2 separate regions of the Danio rerio genome follow, and region 1 is linked to region 2. Evidence: chromatin contacts called from public HiCAR-type data. All regions are on one chromosome and are shown on one strand. Each heading gives the region's core, a stretch centred on a gene start, on an enhancer-like site or on the middle of the called end of the contact. The rest is flanking DNA. Distances are from core to core; before and after follow the strand shown.

Region 1 (4,181 bases), core at 1,150-3,649, 230 kb before region 2:
GCGTTAATTATTTCAAATTAATCACATACGTTAACGCATTAATTTTGACAGCACTAATATATATATATATATATATATATATATATATATATATATATATATATATATATATATATATATATAATATATATATCAAAATGCTTTTGTAAACATCCAGTTATTCTTTACACCAATTAAAAAACGGCTACTATAATAAAGAAAACCTTTTCTAAATGTAGAACTAAATACACTGATATGCATTGAAATACATGATGAATACTCTTGACACATGAAAGTGTAAAGCCTGCAGCTCACAACAAATGTGGAAGGTTATTGCGTGTCATATTTAACAAACTGTTTAGTGCTAATTTGATGTAATTTGCTCACATGGATAATTGAATATTAATCAGATGATGTCATTACGCTGCTGTGCCGTCAGCCAATCGTTGCATTGCTGATCATGCTTTCGAGGATCGATAGATCTGTCCTTCACAACACTTGCAGTGATCTCAGATCAGTTTATCCAGACATTCTAATCTGATTCGCGAACTTGTTTGAAGAACCAAATTAGCGAGAGATCAGTTATCGAGATGAAAAAATCCAGGATCTGCCAAATCATCTTAGATCATTTAAGCGAGGTACGAAGAACGGACCCCTGGAAATGCGTTAGGACCTTTGTTATTGTTTACACCCCTTAAAATTATCTATAGGAGTTGAATTAGCTAAATTAGCCATAGTGTACGAGTATGTGTGAAAATGCAAGAGTGTATGGGTGTTTCCCAGTGTTTGGTTGTGGCTGGAAGGGCATCTGCTGCGTAAAACATACAGTAAGCTGGATAAGTTAGCGGTTGATTCCGCTGTGGCGACCCCAGGTTAATAAAGTGACTAAGTCGAAAAGAAAATGAACGCATTGGTAATGCACGCATGGATTCTTGTGCCCTAAAATGTATGTACATAGGCAAATGACTTGTTTTTTTGTTCCAGGGTCAATTGCTGACTCAAAGCTGAACTGGATTTAGTGATCCAGGTGTTTTGTCTAGTGTTCAGTTGTTTGTGAGAACTTCCTCAGCTCACTGATGCAAGTACTCATGCAGGTGCAGTTGATCTATTTGCATACTATTTTATCAAACATCCAATTTTGCACAAACAAATAGTTACTTTAGTCCATTGCACTTGATTATTGGTCAACTACCCACCCAAAAAGAATACATTTGGAAAATGTGTCATGTAAATGAAAGTGGATTTTATTCTATTAATCCTTAAACAATTTCCAAGAACATTTAATGGAAAATATATGAGCGAACTAGATGGTTTTAACGTGATACATCACCAAATATTAGTGCTTCAGCGTAGCTGTTCCTTGACCTTAAGTGAGTCAGAAATGAGTTATTAAATGATTAATAATATCTTGTAAATAAGGCTGTATTGGAGTATCATTTTGACCCACAGCCCTGTTTTTTTTCTGTCACTCTTCAACATTTTCAGTGTGAAGATGTGCATGCTTCCTGTCAAATCATTATGCGCATTAACCAAATTTGGTTTGTTCTGAGATAACCATAAGGACATCCCGCGTCATTTACGTAACAAACATCTTAAACTATAAACTCTCAAACATGCAGCTGCCTGCAACATTTCAGCTGTTGCCAAGTAAACATAACTCTGGTTTCGCTTTTCATGGCAGGGGAGTTATTAAGCCGTGTGCTCCAGAGCTCCTACTGATGTGCTCTTGCTTGTGTTAGAAGTATTTAGCGTTGCTCTGGCAACTTGTTGCCTACCTTAGTTGTTGTGTTCTGTCCTCACAGAGAACTAGAACTCTCTGTGACTTGTAGCATTGGTTAGTTTTTTCCTAAATTGAGCTGCATGATAAATCAAAATGATCAAAGTCTCATGAATGTAAACATTGCAAATAAATCGTAAGTAATTAAAATCTTCTTTTGTGTCCACTTTAAATTTTTGATTGAAAGTAATTGTGGAAATTATCAAAACATGACAAAAACTCACTTAAATAGCAGAAGTAGATTGGGGAATATTGTCAGAATAGTGATACAGGGCTCGAAATTAACCCTTTTCCTTGGTAGCACTGGTGCTCCCAACTTTAAATTGTGGCGGGTGGGACTACATTTTTAATCGCATCCACCAAGAAATATGTGCACCGTTACTACACAGGGCTTGAAATTGCGACCATTTTGGCCGCATATGTGCCCAAAATTTTATCTATGCGACCTCAAAATATATTTGGGAGCATTTGTGCGAGACTGCGAGTGCATAAAATTGTTGTGTATAACCAGTTTTTACTGCAAAATGTTCACCACATGCATGGATTTGGAAGACATGCAGAATGCATCTTCGCACTGCTCAGGAATAGTTTAACATACTTGTCATGTCAACTTGCTGCAATAAACAAAGCCAAGTCAGTAATGCTTGCCCCTCCTTGATACACGTCATGTTAATAGCAATACCAATCTTTTCATGAGCAGCAATATTAGTTTACTCAGTGCAAACCTGTTTGCGATGGTATACGTGGTGTTAAATTTTACATGTAGCTAACACTTGCACGGGGGACAGCATCTGGCGATTATATAAAGGAGTAAACAGAACCTCTCGTGCTAGATGTGGCAAACAGTTACCTGAAAATTCCATCCCACAGACTTTTTATAGCAGTCTTGAAGCCAATAGAAGTCTTTTATCCACTCTTCGAAAGTGTAGATGGTGGTGGATTACCATTCAGCACATGATCACTACTAAGATGTGTTATTATTTGTAACTTTAAATACCATGGTTTCTAAAACAAAATCTGTCAGTGTTATTTTCATTCTCATCTTCAGCGCTTAACAATTTTTTTGTGGTAGTAGCTCTCCCTGTCATCCCAAGCCAGAAGGCATTGACTGAGTGATTGACAGCTAATATTAACCAATCATTCGCATTCAGTTCTAGAGCAGTGGACCAGAAGAGCGCGAAGGCAGGGCAAGCATTACTGACTTGGCTTTGTTTACTGCAGCAAGTTGACATGACAAGTATTTTAAACTATTCCTAAGCACTGCATTTTGCATTTCAAGTGTGAAGATGCATTCTGCTTGAATGTCTTCCAAAATGCACTGTTTATAATGTTATTTACAGGCCAAATCACCAAGCCCTAATTTGTGTCCACTTAACATTTTTTATTAAAAGTGGACATTCTCAAAACATTTTACACTTGGTTCACACATGTATTTATCATCACCCACTTGTGATCTGTATGACAAAAACATATTAAAATAGCAGAAGTAGAGTGTGACGTTGTCAGATAATACCTATTACCATAAAGCACTTCCGTTCACTTTCAGAAGTTTTTGTTGGTTTACCCAATTGATAATATAGTTAACACTATGGTGCTGCGGATTCAAGCACAATGGCTTTCCATACCAGTAATTCTGGAATCAGGAAACAGTGGTGGTTTTCAACTTCTCTATTTGGATTTAAAAGTCCTGTAAAGTGCTTTAAAATATGCATTTTTATTCGATGTTTGACATTATCTCAACCGAAATACGATGACATTGAGTAGCTCCTCCTCTTTTTAATAAACAGCCAATAGTGTTTTGTTGTATCACCCCTCTGCCAGCGAGAATGAATGAGCTTAAGCACATCAAATGAAAAGTCTTGAAGGGGGCGGGGCATGTCAGATACTAGAAAGCATTTGATTGGTTATGATGCGATTAGAAACTATAGTGTGAGTTGACGGGAATAAAACCGTTGATCCATTTAGGCGAAAGTGACAAACTACAAGCTTTACGTTTTTTTTATCAGTTTTGTATCACGATGCTGCGCCAGCATCATGATCCATGGCTCCACCCCACATTTATATTGATATATAACTTATTATTTGCATGTCATCTTAATAGCAATAACGGTCTTTTCATGAGCTGTATTAAAAGTTGCATATAACTGCCGCTTGCACGGCTGACAGCATTGTGAGGATTAAATGAAGGATTATACAGTACCTCTCACGTTTAAAATGTGTAGATTCAGTGGCCAACGCTGTTACCTGCAAACCCTGTCCCACAGACTTTACAGTGAATGTCTTTAGTTATTCACATAGCGGACTTGAAGCCACTGGAAGTCTTTTATCCACTCTTGGCAAAGTGTAAATAAGGGATTAACATTCAGCACATGATCACTAATAAAATGCGCCATTATTAATAACTTTAGGCAGACACCCCAAGTTG
Region 2 (4,216 bases), core at 1,552-4,051:
AAACAGGTTTCTTAAAGTTTGAAGCCACGGGTATCTGAAGATTCATCTTAAAATTTCAAGTAAAATCAGCAGAAACTTATATGAATGAGAGTTGATTAATTCACTAGAGTTTTAAAGGGGAAATCAAGGATTCAGTCAAGTTTACATTATTTTGCACATTCGATTCCACTTTTAAGGGCAGTGCCCTAGGTCTAAAATCTATTGTAAAACATGGCGTTTTCTTCTAAATGGTTACATTAATCAGGTTTGCCTAATATATTTTTATTAAAGAGGAATACAATGTACAAAATAGTGTAAACTTGCCTGAGCGCTTCATTTCACCTTTAAGAATAATAATACTTGATTATTCAGGAAGTATACATTAAATTAACCAAACGATCATAAAGCAACTTGGCAAGAAGTGTAACAACATACACTGGCAAAAAAATTAAACAAACTTTTGCTTTGACAGTGATAATGTTTCCATCACACATTATGTACACCCTGTAGCCCCAACGCCTAGAAATTACCTCGTTGTTAAATTTCCACATTCAAGAAATATATTTAATTTGTAAAACGACACAAGAAATTTTTGTTTTTTTGGGGGGGAAATAATTAGATTTTTTATTTTTATTTTTTTACAAATTTAAATGGATTGAACATAAAACAATTAGGTTAACTTAATAAATTTGTGTTGGGACAACATGAAGGAGTTGTGTGGAAGTTTCAGTTTAACATTTTTTTCCATAAAATATTCTGTTTTTTGTACTGCTTTCCTTTTTACCTATACATTTGAATATAATTTATTTGCAGGTTATTGTGGTTTAAATTTACTTTACGGGATAAATAATATTTATCTATTATTTTTACTAAAAAAAATTTCAGAATATACAGTAAATATTATGTCAAAAGCAAGATGGTAAATTAACATTAATTGAAAATGCTAATAATCTGTATTTGCTACAAAAAACTGTCGATCACTTGTACAGATTGTTGTTTTTAACGAATGCCATGTTCTAATTACAACACTGATATGACCATTTTAACGAGAATGTTTGATGCAGACCAATTTCTTTCAGCCTGAAAATCTTTGGAGTAAACATGTCTCAAAGAAATAGTTCACCAAAAATTTAAATTTCTCACGATTTACTCACCATCAAGTCATTTGAAACGCTTTAAGTTTCTATTTTATGCTAAACGAAAAAAATATGTTCTGAAAAAAAAAACAGAAAACTGGTAACCACTGACTTCCAAACTATTACTTATACTTTCCACTATGGAAGTGAGTGGTTACCAGTTTCCAGCTTTCTTTAGATATCTTATTTTAGGTTTTTTATATGTGAAAGACGAGTAAAAAAATGACAGAATTTGTAGTTTTGGTTGAACTTCCTCTTTAAATGCCAACAAGAACCCTTCAGCATGTCCTTTCAAAATTTGAGAACATGAGAAAGGCTGAGAAAAGCTAATGTACAGTATAGCAACTATGCTTTGATTGTGATCCAGGCTGCTAAATATTTTTGTTTAAGGCTAGAGTTCAAATCCTTTACCTTGTATCTGCAAAAAATAATTAATAAGTTTGCTTGTCAAAGCTTTAAGGAAAAAAAGGTTGGAAAGCACTGCTCCAAATACATGGTCTGAGAATAGAGACAGATCTCACCTTGACTGAATAAGCAATAGAGATTTGAGAGCGGTGCTCAGCCAGGCATCTGTGACTGTCTCGATCTCTGAACGCAGTCTGAGCAGCAGATCTCTCTTCATTGGACTCAACAGACCTACAAGAACAGCAGGAGATGGTGACTATTAAAGATAATATTGGACCTGATCTGTAAAACAAGTTAAATTGATGTAACCCTTAACAACAACAGGTTATAAATCACACCTCTGAAAAATAAAACATTAAATTATAAGATATAAGGAATCAAAACTAGATTAGAATAATTCTTAAATGTTGCAAAAATTTTAGAAAGTGGAGAAAAATGTTGTTGCATGTCTGACCATGATAATGAAATAAAATGTCAAAAGGTGAACAGGCTTTCTTATACACTCCGTTTAACTCAATATAATTCATTCTTGAATGATACTTTAGCAGGTGTAGACATTCTAGATTTACAGCCCTACTCTTAGCTTGTAGTGATGTATATTTTTTATTAAAAACCTAGTATAATGATGAGGAAAACAATATTATAATAATAAAAAGAATTAAATTACTTCAATTAATCATAAACAACTTAAAATAACAAAATTAAAGGAATTATATTTTATACAAATTACTTCATTCTTCAGATCTTCAATACTTCATCAAATATTTTACCGGTATGCTGTCCTAGAAACTTTTCTTATTGTCATCAATATTAAAAATATTCAAGACCCTTAATAATTTAGTTGAAACTAATACTTACTTTTATGATATTTTGATAAGCATATCACTATTTATTTTTAAAAAATGGTGTTTATTTCATCAAAATGTCAATTTTTATACATTTAATGTGTCCTCACTGACCTCAAGTATACATTTCTTAAATTTGTTTGAAAAATAATACACAAACAAAAAGGAAATAAACAATATCAAGCCATGTAACTGCGAAACCAAAGTGAACAAGAAATAAAACAGAGGACACAGTTTATACTACACTCTCACACTTCTACTGCCTCTGAGTGCAATCATTTTGTTGTTTTGCGTTTAAGCTAAAGCATTCTATAAAAGTTAACCAGTTATTCTACACGTACCTCTGTCAGACCCATCATGAAGCATACGAGGCTGTCATTAACTTCATTCTAGTATACTTGATTTGTGACCAACCAAATATGTAAAGTATGTTAGCAAGAGTAACAGAGAACTGCAATTTAACACAACAACAACAACAGTGACACCTAGTGGAAAAATGCACTGTGCTTCTAAACAGACATAAGATGAACTATCATGAAAATTAATTTCTGTCCAGAAACTCTGTGTAAAGTAAAAAAGTGAAGTAAAGTAAAGTAAGTAAAGTAAAAGTAAAGTAAAGTAAATAAAAGTAAAGTAAAGTAATTACCTCCTACGTTCCCTTTGTATCCATTGTAGATCTCTTTAAGTCTGCGATATCTGAAAGCCAGTTTCCGCATCCACTCCACTCCTCCCTGTACCGCTGCAGTTGAACCCGGACCACTACCTGCACTAGGTCCACTGAATCCATCGCTGGAGAAGTTGTAGTTGCTAAAAATGTCCAAAATGGCCAATATTAGATGTAAATCACAGAGAAAAAAAAAATAAAAATTACAAAAAGTAACTAATACACAGCCACAATCAAAAGTAAATATTTGAATAAAACAGACCTGTTTCTGCAAGTAGATATATATTTTTTACTTTTATTTATTTAGATAAGATCCTTGATGTTATTTTTGTTTATTATATTACATATATTTTTATTTCTCCCCGTGTTCGCATGGACTTCCTCAACAGTAAAAAGACATGCAGTATAGGTGAATTGAATAAGCTAAATTGGCTGTAGTGTATGTGTTTGAATGCAAGAGTGTATGGGTGTTTCCCAGTGTTAGATTTTGGCTGGAAGGGCATCCGCCATGTAAAATATTATGCTAGATAAGTTAAAAAAAGGTGAAAAAGAAAATAAATGAATAAATGAATATATTTTTATTTATTAATATAGGCCTAAAGACATAACATACAAACTATACATTTAAATAAATGTTTTGCTGTTTAATATTCAGTCACAAACACAAGTCCACATTACAATCTGTTTAGGTATATTCAGGCCTACTTTAGTGTTCTTTAGTTTATTATATTAAACTTAAACAGTAAAGCAAATTTAATTTTTATGACTGGATTCCGTATTTTAGCATCATGAAAATCAGAGCCCGACATTTGGTCCAGCAACACAACTATTTCAAAGCATTCAAAGCACAAATCAAATTTAAAATTTCTACATACGCATGTGGCTAAAGCTAGACAGAAATAATGTTATGGTCACTTAAAGAACTGTAATTATAAGTTTTGACCATGTTTACCTCAAATCCTGTCCATTGTCATCCGAGGCAACATCATCAACATGGACTTGATCGCATTCCTGTGTTGACACAAGACCTAAATGTTATTTACATGAACGTAACAGAGCACACGGACACATTTCTTATTCTCCACTCACCTCCAGATCATTGAAGAAGAGATGCGTGTCTGCAAGCTCAAAGATCAACTCCTCCATCTGAAGACCCAAATTGAGAACTGTTGCTGGGTCCTGAAAAG

Evidence for each region. HiCAR-type assays count read pairs that join an accessible place to other places.
Region 1: a HiCAR-type map of caudal fin shows a contact between it and region 2, with 4 times the contacts expected there. The contact joins two enhancer-like sites. A contact is called at or near these places in 3 of 18 Hi-C or Micro-C datasets (caudal fin, embryo and an unstated tissue) and 1 of 4 datasets of contacts at active chromatin or transcription factors (caudal fin).

Annotation. Positions count from the first base shown.
Region 1 is chr19:27,550,384-27,554,564 of GRCz12tu, reverse strand. It overlaps a transcript of ptp4a3a not described here. Among named protein-coding and RNA genes, the nearest start is that of ptp4a3a, 27 kb to the right of the region's middle. Within about 2 kb of position 2,399, at least 6 of the 62 cell types and tissues checked have an H3K27ac peak or open chromatin away from gene starts, as enhancers often do. A contact at or near this core is called in caudal fin, where this site is marked.
Region 2 is chr19:27,316,321-27,320,536 of GRCz12tu, reverse strand. eya3 (EYA transcriptional coactivator and phosphatase 3) reads right to left here. Exons shown (of 19, transcript NM_001080052.1): 13 at 4,119-4,208; 14 at 3,982-4,040; 15 at 3,012-3,172; 16 at 1,637-1,751. Among named protein-coding and RNA genes, the nearest start is that of eya3, 16 kb to the right of the region's middle. Within about 2 kb of position 2,801, at least 3 of the 62 cell types and tissues checked have an H3K27ac peak or open chromatin away from gene starts, as enhancers often do. A contact at or near this core is called in caudal fin, where this site is marked.